3 separate regions of the Mus musculus genome follow, and all the other regions are linked to region 2. The links are chromatin contacts, called in public Hi-C and promoter capture Hi-C maps. All regions are on one chromosome and are shown on one strand. Each heading gives the region's core, a stretch centred on a gene start, on an enhancer-like site or on the middle of the called end of the contact. The rest is flanking DNA. Distances are from core to core; before and after follow the strand shown.

Evidence for each region. Promoter capture Hi-C pulls out the DNA fragments that hold promoters and counts their contacts. A called contact is a pair of places that touch in the nucleus more often than the background predicts.
Region 1: a contact with region 2 is called in a promoter capture Hi-C map of liver. The contact joins two enhancer-like sites. A contact is called at or near these places in 1 of 39 promoter capture datasets (liver), 25 of 115 datasets of contacts at active chromatin or transcription factors (the 230-238 cell line, astrocytes, bone marrow-derived macrophages and 17 more) and 3 of 9 other capture datasets (adipose tissue, liver and pancreatic islet).
Region 3: a contact with region 2 is called in a Hi-C map of uterus. The contact joins two enhancer-like sites. A contact is called at or near these places in 2 of 484 Hi-C or Micro-C datasets (nephron progenitors and uterus) and 3 of 115 datasets of contacts at active chromatin or transcription factors (astrocytes and fibro-adipogenic progenitors).

The regions. Positions count from the first base shown.
Region 1 is chr1:153,917,452-153,920,151 of GRCm38.p6, reverse strand. No RefSeq gene overlaps it. Among named protein-coding and RNA genes, the nearest start is that of Glul, 19 kb to the right of the region's middle. Within about 2 kb of position 1,446, at least 21 of the 459 cell types and tissues checked have an H3K27ac peak or open chromatin away from gene starts, as enhancers often do. A contact at or near this core is called in adipose tissue, hepatocytes and liver, where this site is marked.
Region 2 is chr1:154,149,139-154,151,976 of GRCm38.p6, reverse strand. No RefSeq gene overlaps it. Among named protein-coding and RNA genes, the nearest start is that of Zfp648, 51 kb to the left of the region's middle. Within about 2 kb of position 1,451, at least 171 of the 459 cell types and tissues checked have an H3K27ac peak or open chromatin away from gene starts, as enhancers often do. A contact at or near this core is called in adipose tissue, astrocytes, hepatocytes and 2 more, where this site is marked.
Region 3 is chr1:153,961,868-153,964,628 of GRCm38.p6, reverse strand. No RefSeq gene overlaps it. Among named protein-coding and RNA genes, the nearest start is that of Gm30327, 28 kb to the left of the region's middle. Within about 2 kb of position 1,393, at least 54 of the 459 cell types and tissues checked have an H3K27ac peak or open chromatin away from gene starts, as enhancers often do. A contact at or near this core is called in astrocytes and uterus, where this site is marked.

The DNA of each region.
Region 1 (2,700 bases), core at 197-2,696, 230 kb after region 2:
AAGCTCCTTAGACACTCCACTTCCTGCTTCCTTAGACACTCCACTTCCTGCTTCCTTAGACACTCCACTTCCTGCTTCCATCCATCTCTGTGTGTTTCCAAATTTGTGCTTTCTCTAGGGACGGAGGAGAGAGGTTTTGTAGCGGTCTCCAGGGTCTTCCTAGCATGACTGCTAATTGTGGTGGTGCGGGACTGCTAATGTCGTTCTGGAACCACCTTTAGTAAACTTGGTGGTGACACCAAGGACAGAAGCTTGGCCAGGATACGATGCACTGCCTGTGTGGTGCCCTGGAACTCGGCTCTGTACACCAGGTTGGCCTCAAACTCAGAGATCACCCTGCCTTCTGAGTGCTGGGATAAAAGGCGAGCACCACCATCACCTGGCTCCATTTTGTTGTTGTTGTTGTTAATTTGGGGAACTTTAAACATTTATTCATGTATGCATGCACTATGTATATGCCACATGAGTGCAGGAGCCTTCAGAGCTTTCAGAAAAGAGCCTTGGATTGACTCACAATTAGTTGTGAGGATTTGGTTGAACTGAGGGCAGGACTTCTGGAAGATTAGACAACACTCTTAACCATCTAGCTACTTTGTTTTGAGGGTGCTGGATCCCCTGGAACTGAAGTTTCAGACGGTTGTAATCCACCACGTGGGTGAACAAATGTGTACTCACTTTATATAGTACACCAACACCAGACTAAAATAACTATTCCACCTAAGTCGGGCTTGGAGGGTGCTAGTGAGCTTAGTGGGCCTGCAGGAGCAGGGTGAGGGTGAGCTTAGTGGGTTTGCAGGAACAGGGGTGAGGGTGAGCTTAGTGGGCTTGCAGTAACAGGGGTGAGGGTGACCTTAATGAGTTTTCAGGAGCAGGGGTGAGGGTGACCTTAGTGGGCTTGCAGGAGCAGGGTGAGAGTGAGCTTAGTGGGCTTGCAGGAGCAGAGGTGAGGATGATAGCTTCCCTGTAGCTTCACAAGTGGAACTCTGCTAAGGTCTAAGCATTCCAATGCTGGCAGGACAACATTCCACAAGAGTAGGCCTGTTTATTCCCTACCAGGACACTAGGCATGCATTGTATCAGCCTGCCACTGCCCTTGAAATAGACCCTAGGGTGATACCTGCAGGCTGCTGGCATACAGTTCAGTACACAGAGTGAGAGCTAAAAGATGACCTAGTGCCCAGATAAAATGAAGAGAGTACTTTTCATGCTAATATATTCCGTCTCTCGGGACTGAGAACTATGAACAGGCAGCAGATGTTAAAGAATCTCATCCCACTCTCACCTCTCATTACCACTCTCACCTCTATTTTTCTCCTTCTCCCCTCTTATTCCCTGTCCTCATTCTCTTTCCACTTCCTTGAATAGCCTCTTTCCCCTTTTCCCTCCTGATGTGACCTCTAGGTTGGCTCAGCTCCATGTTCAAGATGTTACTTACATAATATGGCTTACGAAAGCAAAACAACCTGCTGCCTGCCCTGCCAGGCTGTGAAGCCCAGCATGGAGAGGAAGAGCCTGGGCTTCTCTGGGGGTTGATGAGGCTGGTGGCTGGGGGTGGGTGGTGGGGTGGGGTAGGGAGACTGAGGATGGACACAACTTGGAACCAACACTTACATGTTCTACCTGTATTAGCCTGTCTGTCTGTCTGTCAGTCAGTCAGTCAGTCAGTCTATCTATCTTTCAATCTCTCTCTCCCCCCTCCCTTTCTGTCTTCTCCCTCTTCCTCCCTCTCTCCCTCCCTCTCCCCAAGGTTTCAAGTAGCCCAGGCTGGTGTTGATTTACTTTTGATTCTACTTTCACACACACACACACACACACACACACACACACACACACACACACACACACACACACAGAGAGAGAGAGAGAGAGAGAGAGAGAGAGAGACAGAGAGAGAGAGACAGAGACAGAGACAGACAGACAGACAGACAGACAGGCCCCCCCCCAAGCCAAGAGCTGAAATTACAGGTGGTGTGACATCAAACCTGATTTGTGCAGTGCTGGGAATCAAACCCAGGGCCTTGTACATGCTAAGAGGACATTCTACCAAAGTAGTTTTAAACCCCAGTTCTCCATCTCTTCAAAGGGATTCTGCCAGATCTGTAGAGGGAGCCTGACAAAGACAGGAGGCAAAAAGAAACCAGGGGACTAAGGACCATAAGGACCAGGGCCAAAGCTTATGCTAATCTATCCTGTTACTAGTGCTGGAGGTCTCCCAAAAACATTACAATAATCTACATTAGTTCAGTAGCATCTAGAAGTTTCCTCTGTGCGTGTGTTTACCTTTCTTTATGCTATACAAGCACTCGACCACAGAGCTACATCCCTATCCTCAAGGTTGTTCTCTGAGCAAAAGGGCAGAGCCTCCAAGATGCCTAGGAGGGACTTCCAGTTACCTTATCCCCCGGGGGATGTCCATGGCTCCCAGGTCCCCGTTATTCTAACAGAAATATCAATAAGGCCCAGTTAAGAGTCGCTCCTGAGAACACTTCAACAAAACCACAACACATTTTTGCATTTCCTGGGTTTTTCTTTTCTTTTCTTTTCTTTTCTTTTCTTTTCTTTTCTTTTCTTTTCTTTTCTTTTCTTTTCTTTTCTCTTCTTTTCTTTTCTTTCTCTCTCTCTCTCTCTCTTTATAATTTCTGCAGAGGATTTAGCTTTCTTGCTGAAGAGCAGAAGGACTGACCAAGGAGTTGCTGTTTA
Region 2 (2,838 bases), core at 202-2,701:
AGAGTGAATTGAACAGCTATGTAGGTATCCTGGTTTGTGAGTGCCCCCCACCCCCGCCTCCTGTATTATCGAGAAAGGCAAGGGCCAGGAGTAAAGCCTGAGTCCAAAGATTTAAGATCCTAGCTAATAGACTGTTCTCAGCAATGGAGACTCTCCTACTCACCCTTTCCAGGCTGGAACAGATGAAGGTGAATATGGTCAGCCATCAGCCAACGTCGGAATGGGACCCCTTAGAGCCTGTGCATTATAAAGTGATGCAGGAAAAAAAGGAGCTCAAGACAGTCCAGTTATGCAGCGAGGTTCAAGCTACAGCACAGGTCTTATGGCCTCTGATCAGAGTTAAACCCAACTCCAAGGTCCAAGTCCCAACATATGAGCCCAGACTCTGGGGTACCACCAGTTATGATCGCAAAAAGGAGAGTAATGAAAACCCGTGTCATCTAGGTTTGAATGCCTATGTCCTGCATAAACACCATCAACACTGGTGGGACTGGGAGCTGGTTTCAGATGCAATGGCAATACTTCTGGAAATGCTGAAAATAAAGGCTAAAAGGATGGCTTAGCATTTAAAATTCTTGCCATGCAAGCATGAAGATTGAAGTTTGGATTCCCAGAACCGGCACAAAGTCTGGATGAGGGTGGCCACCCCCCTGTTGTAATCCCAGTGATCAGAAATTGGAGACAGGGGTTCTCTGGAGCAAGGTGACTAGCCAGAGTAGTTACATGTGTGAGTTCTGGGTTCAACTGCAAGACTTTGTCTCGATATATAGAGTGGAGAGAAAGAGAAAGGTACCGGCTATCAACCTAGGGAAGCCACACTATGCAAAAACAAGTACATACTTGCATACATGAATACGTATGCTTAAAGAACGTGGGCACAGCTAATATTTCAGCTTGAATTTTCCTGTGTGCCTACTGCAGACATCTGCATTACAATAGAGAGAGAGAGAGAGAGAGAGAGAGAGAGAGAGAGACCTAAGAAACTGAAGTGCTGAGAAACCAACAAATTTAACCGAGTCATGGACATGCTGGAAGTAAAGTTCTTCGGCATCAAATTTGGTGCCTTTGGCTGTGGGGCATATCTAGGATCCCTAAATAAGTTTTTGGTTATCAGAGCAGATCGGTCAGTCCCTCTCCAGGCAGGAGGTCATCTGGGGGCTCCAGGAGTTCAGCTCTAGTGTCTAAACAGCCAAAGTGAATTATTCACTTAGGAGGCTGAAAAACAACCCCTGGGTTGTGAAACGAAGCTTTCCAGAGTTAAATGTCTTAGTCACTTGGAATCTGACCAAAGTCAACTCTTGGCCCTGACCCACCCATATGTCTGTGCTGGAAGGGAGCAGAGACAGGGAAACCCCAAAACAAATATGAAAATGGCTTGTCAGCGCAGGATGGGCAAAGTTCTCAAGGGGCAGGTGTGCTCCAGGTGAGGCAGGGTTTCTGGCAGCTTAGCTGATAAGCAGGTCACAGAAGGGCTGTCAGCAGCATTGTTTGGTTCCAGGCCTGAACGGGTCTGTGGCTTACATAACAGCTTGGCAGGCAGATGCAGCCAGGCAGAAGCGCACGGTTTTCCAGCAGCCCGTAATCATCTTTGATTCTCTGTCTGCTCAGCAGCTTCCATGTGCTGGGGGAGGCAGCTGTGCAGAGTGGGCAGGGCAGGATTCCAGCACACTGCAGTCTTCTGTCTCCTCTAGCAGAACAAACAGCCAGGGAATCATCAACCGCCACCCAGCAGGGCTGGGGCGGTCTGAGGGAGGAGCTGTTGTCAAGCCTGGTCCAGGCCTGTGGGCAGAGATTAGCCTACAGGTGAACACCAGAGCTGTCAGAAGTGTGTGTGTGTATTGGGGGAGGGGTGCCCTGACACCTGACACTCTTTGCCACCTTGTCTTGTCTGTGGGAACAGAGACATTCCCTCTTTTAAATACAGAGATCTCAGAATTCAATGTCATGTCCATCACAAAAGGCAATTGGGGAAGGGGCTCTATGTCTTACTAAATAATACTGCCTGCCTTCTCCTCTATACAGGTACCAGTCTGATCCTGCTGAGTCCTAGGCATGTGGTGGTGAGAAGGAGAACTTCAGACAGTGGTGCATCACTTGGCTGAAAACACAAATCTGCATCTCTCTCTCTCTCTTTCTCTCTTTCTCTCTTTCTCTCTTTCTCTCTCTCTCTCTCTCTCTCTCTCTCTCTCTCTCTCTCTCTCTCTCTCTCTCTCTTTCTCTCTCTCTCTCTCTCTCTCCCTCCCTCTGCCTTAATCCTAACTTGTTCTAGCTGACTAGCAGCAGCTGGTGTTCCTGTTAAAATGACTCCTACTCTCTACTGGCTGTAGATCTCACTCCCCCTGTGGTCTTCCACCTCAAATCTCCTCGGGCACTCACTCTGCTTGTCTGGTTCTTGAAGAACCAGGGATTGGGATGAAGTCCCTGCTCCATCTGAGTGGTACCCTTCTGGGAGTGATCCACCTACCCTGGTGAGTTAGTAGAAGCTAGGTAGTAACTATGAAAGAAATATGAAAGAGATACAGTTTCTATCAGCAGAAACAGGAAGGTCTTTGGATGGGGGCTCCATCCATTTATTCGTTCAACAGTTTCCCTCAGAGGTCTCGCCTTAGAGGTCAAACTAATGCTGGCGATTTTATCAGGAATGCAGCACTGGTCATAGGGCTTTCAGTCCTGGTACCGAGCGCTTCTGTTCTACATGTATTTAGATTAATGAATAATTGTGCACGCGAACTGTTGATCTTGGCAGTGCTGTGCAATTACCAAACACGCCCACACCCTCATCTATCTACTGACTGGACACACTTTGTTTTGCAAGTGATTTATGTGACCTTGCGTGGT
Region 3 (2,761 bases), core at 144-2,643, 190 kb after region 2:
ACAACTAGCTTTCCTGGTCTTCCTCAAGAATTTGTCTCCTGTGTTTCAAGGCAGTTGCTGCCCTTTCTTTCTTTCTTTCTTTCTTTCTTTCTTTCTTTCTTTCTTTCTTTCTTTCTTTCTTTCTTTCTTTCTTTCTTTCTTTCTTCCTTTCTTTCTTTCTTTCTCTCTTTTTCTGTTTGTAATTATGCACTCCTGAAATCTGCAAGAACTCAGGTTCACATTCCTGAGGAAAATGTTCTGGTACATTTGGGCCAAAGACGTGCTGTGCTGAGAAGGTGGCCTGGCTCAAAACACTGGCAGGACTAAGCAGGCACCGCGGCCCAAACTAACATACACATTTGTCCCCGACGACGACTGGGAAAAGGCTGAGACACTGACTCTCAGTGTGAGTGTCCCCCAGCAAGGCCTTCAAAACAAGGAGCAGAAGGGTGAGCCTGTGTCATAAACATGGCTGGAACAACAGAAGGCAGCCGGCCAGCTAGAGACATAAACAAGTTCTTAAAGGAGCCCCAACAGCACTTCCTTGTTTCCTCTAGGCAAATGTTGAGCTTTAGTGCGCACTTGATACAATGGCTAGACTGTAGATGAAAATTCACAGAAGCATTCCAACCGTGTCTTTAAAGAGGGAGGGACAGATCTGTCATGTGTGTGCCCGGGGTGGGCTGAAGCAAGAGCAGAGCCTACAAGATGAGTGCTTTATGTGGTGGTGAAGGCCTGACCCCAACCCTTGCTTGGCCCTTGTGGTCTAGGACAAGAAGGAATAGCAGCCAGCTGCTAGCAATTACACTAAAACAGAATTGGTAGTACTTTTACTGCCCAGAAAGAAGAGCCCTAGACAGATGATATTTTCCAGAAGAATTGAATCTGGGGCTTAATAGACCTGAGTTTAAGTCCCTGAAGTGACGAGATCATATTAACTATGAAGAAAAGAAGCCTCCTGCTCAGTCTTTCCAAGTGCCAGCTGACCTCTGCCTAGGCACGGGCCCAGCATTCCCCAGGCTCAGAAGATGGAAAGACACAGACCAATAGTGTATTTGAGTAGGGACCACAAAAACAACTCAGCAGTGGGCATAAATCCTGGGCCTGGAATCCCATAACTATTTAACAACTCCCTGGGAAGCAAGGCTGACTTTTTCTGGTTCAGGTCTTTCCCTTCTCTGGCATTTCCCAGGCGATTGCTGGGGAAGTGCCAGAGGCATGTTGTCTAGGGAGACCTCCACCACGGATTCATTTCTAACATTAGAACACTATGACCTGAAGACCACCCCAAGGGGATTCTCGGGGGAGGGATATCACCTCCTCCACCAAGCCAAGATAAGAACGCAGGGACCAGTGAAGGTAGGGTGACAGGTTGTGCAAAAGAGGAGCCAACAGCTTCCTGTGAACCAATTTTGAGTTCCCTTGAACAACCAATAAGACTCAATCGTCACCAGGTGTGGTGGCACACAGCTTTAATCCCAGCACTTGAGAGGCAGAGGCAGGCAGATTTCTGAGTTCGAGGCCAGCCTGGTCTACAGAGTGAGTTCCAGGACAGCCAGGGCTATATAGAGAAACCCTGTCTCGAAAAACCAAAAAAAAAAAAAAAAAGACTTGATTGTCACTTAGGGCATACAGCACCATATCTGGCCACCAGAAATTTTAGTTCTTTTTTGTTGTCATTTTTTGTTTAGTTAATTAGCTAGTTATTTTGAGACAAGGTGCTCCCATTTGGCTTGGAACTCGCTGTGTAGACCAGCCAGGCCTCAGACTCACAGAGATTGCCTCATTCTGCCTCCTGAAGGCTGAGATTAAAGGCGTGCACCACCACACCTGGATAATTGCTTTTTAATTATTATCGACTGTTACATGATTCTCTCTCCAAATGATACCTATGACCTGAAGTTTAAAAAAAAAATTCTAACATTTCATTTATTTGAGTTTTCCTCTTCAAACCATTACTATATCTTCTTATTCAATTGAACAGCATGTTTTTCTCTAAATTACAACTGGCCTTAACAGTGCGGATGTGACCCTCCCTGGAATTAGCAACAGAAAGCTCCAGTCAGCTGAAGGCATCCTGCTAGTACTTCGTGAACACACCATATCTAATCTGGTGCCTGGAGAGCAATGACCCAGAAATCAGTTATAGATTTGAATGTCAGCTTTGTTATTGAATTGTAAAAATTTTAACAAGTCATCCCTTCTTTGTACTGCCTACTTCCATAAGTAAATCTAGGACACAACGAATTCAAAGCTAGAGAGAGCTCTGCTTGCACAATGCCGCCTTGTTCTCAAGTGTAGGATCTGGAGCCAGGGATTGTGTAAATTGCTTGCATTTTTTAAGCAACAGATATGCATGTAGGAAAGTCCACTGGGCGACAAACAAAAGCCGGGTCTCAGATAAAACCCTGAGCAATATCCTAATGGAGATTTACAAATCTTAAAAGGTCGCCAGCTTTACACCGTGCCTTTCTAGACCTCTCAGGATGCAGGGTTTTAAACAAGAAAGAGCTGTGACTTGCAAGGAGACTCTGTCGTGGGAAAGAAAGCACATTTGGCCAGACGGCTTAGCTTTTTGTTTCTAGGGAGCTGGTATTATCCTATCACTGGGAGCTAGAAAGGAGAGAGTTTCCTCCACTCAGTAGAGTTTAGAACCCTGTTAAGGTTCGAAAGGAAGAAGGAGGAGGCGGGACTTTGACTTACATAGAACTCTAGGTTTTTTTTGTTTTTGTTTTTGTTTTTTGTTTTTTGGTTTGTTTTTGTTTTTGTTTTTGTTTTTTTT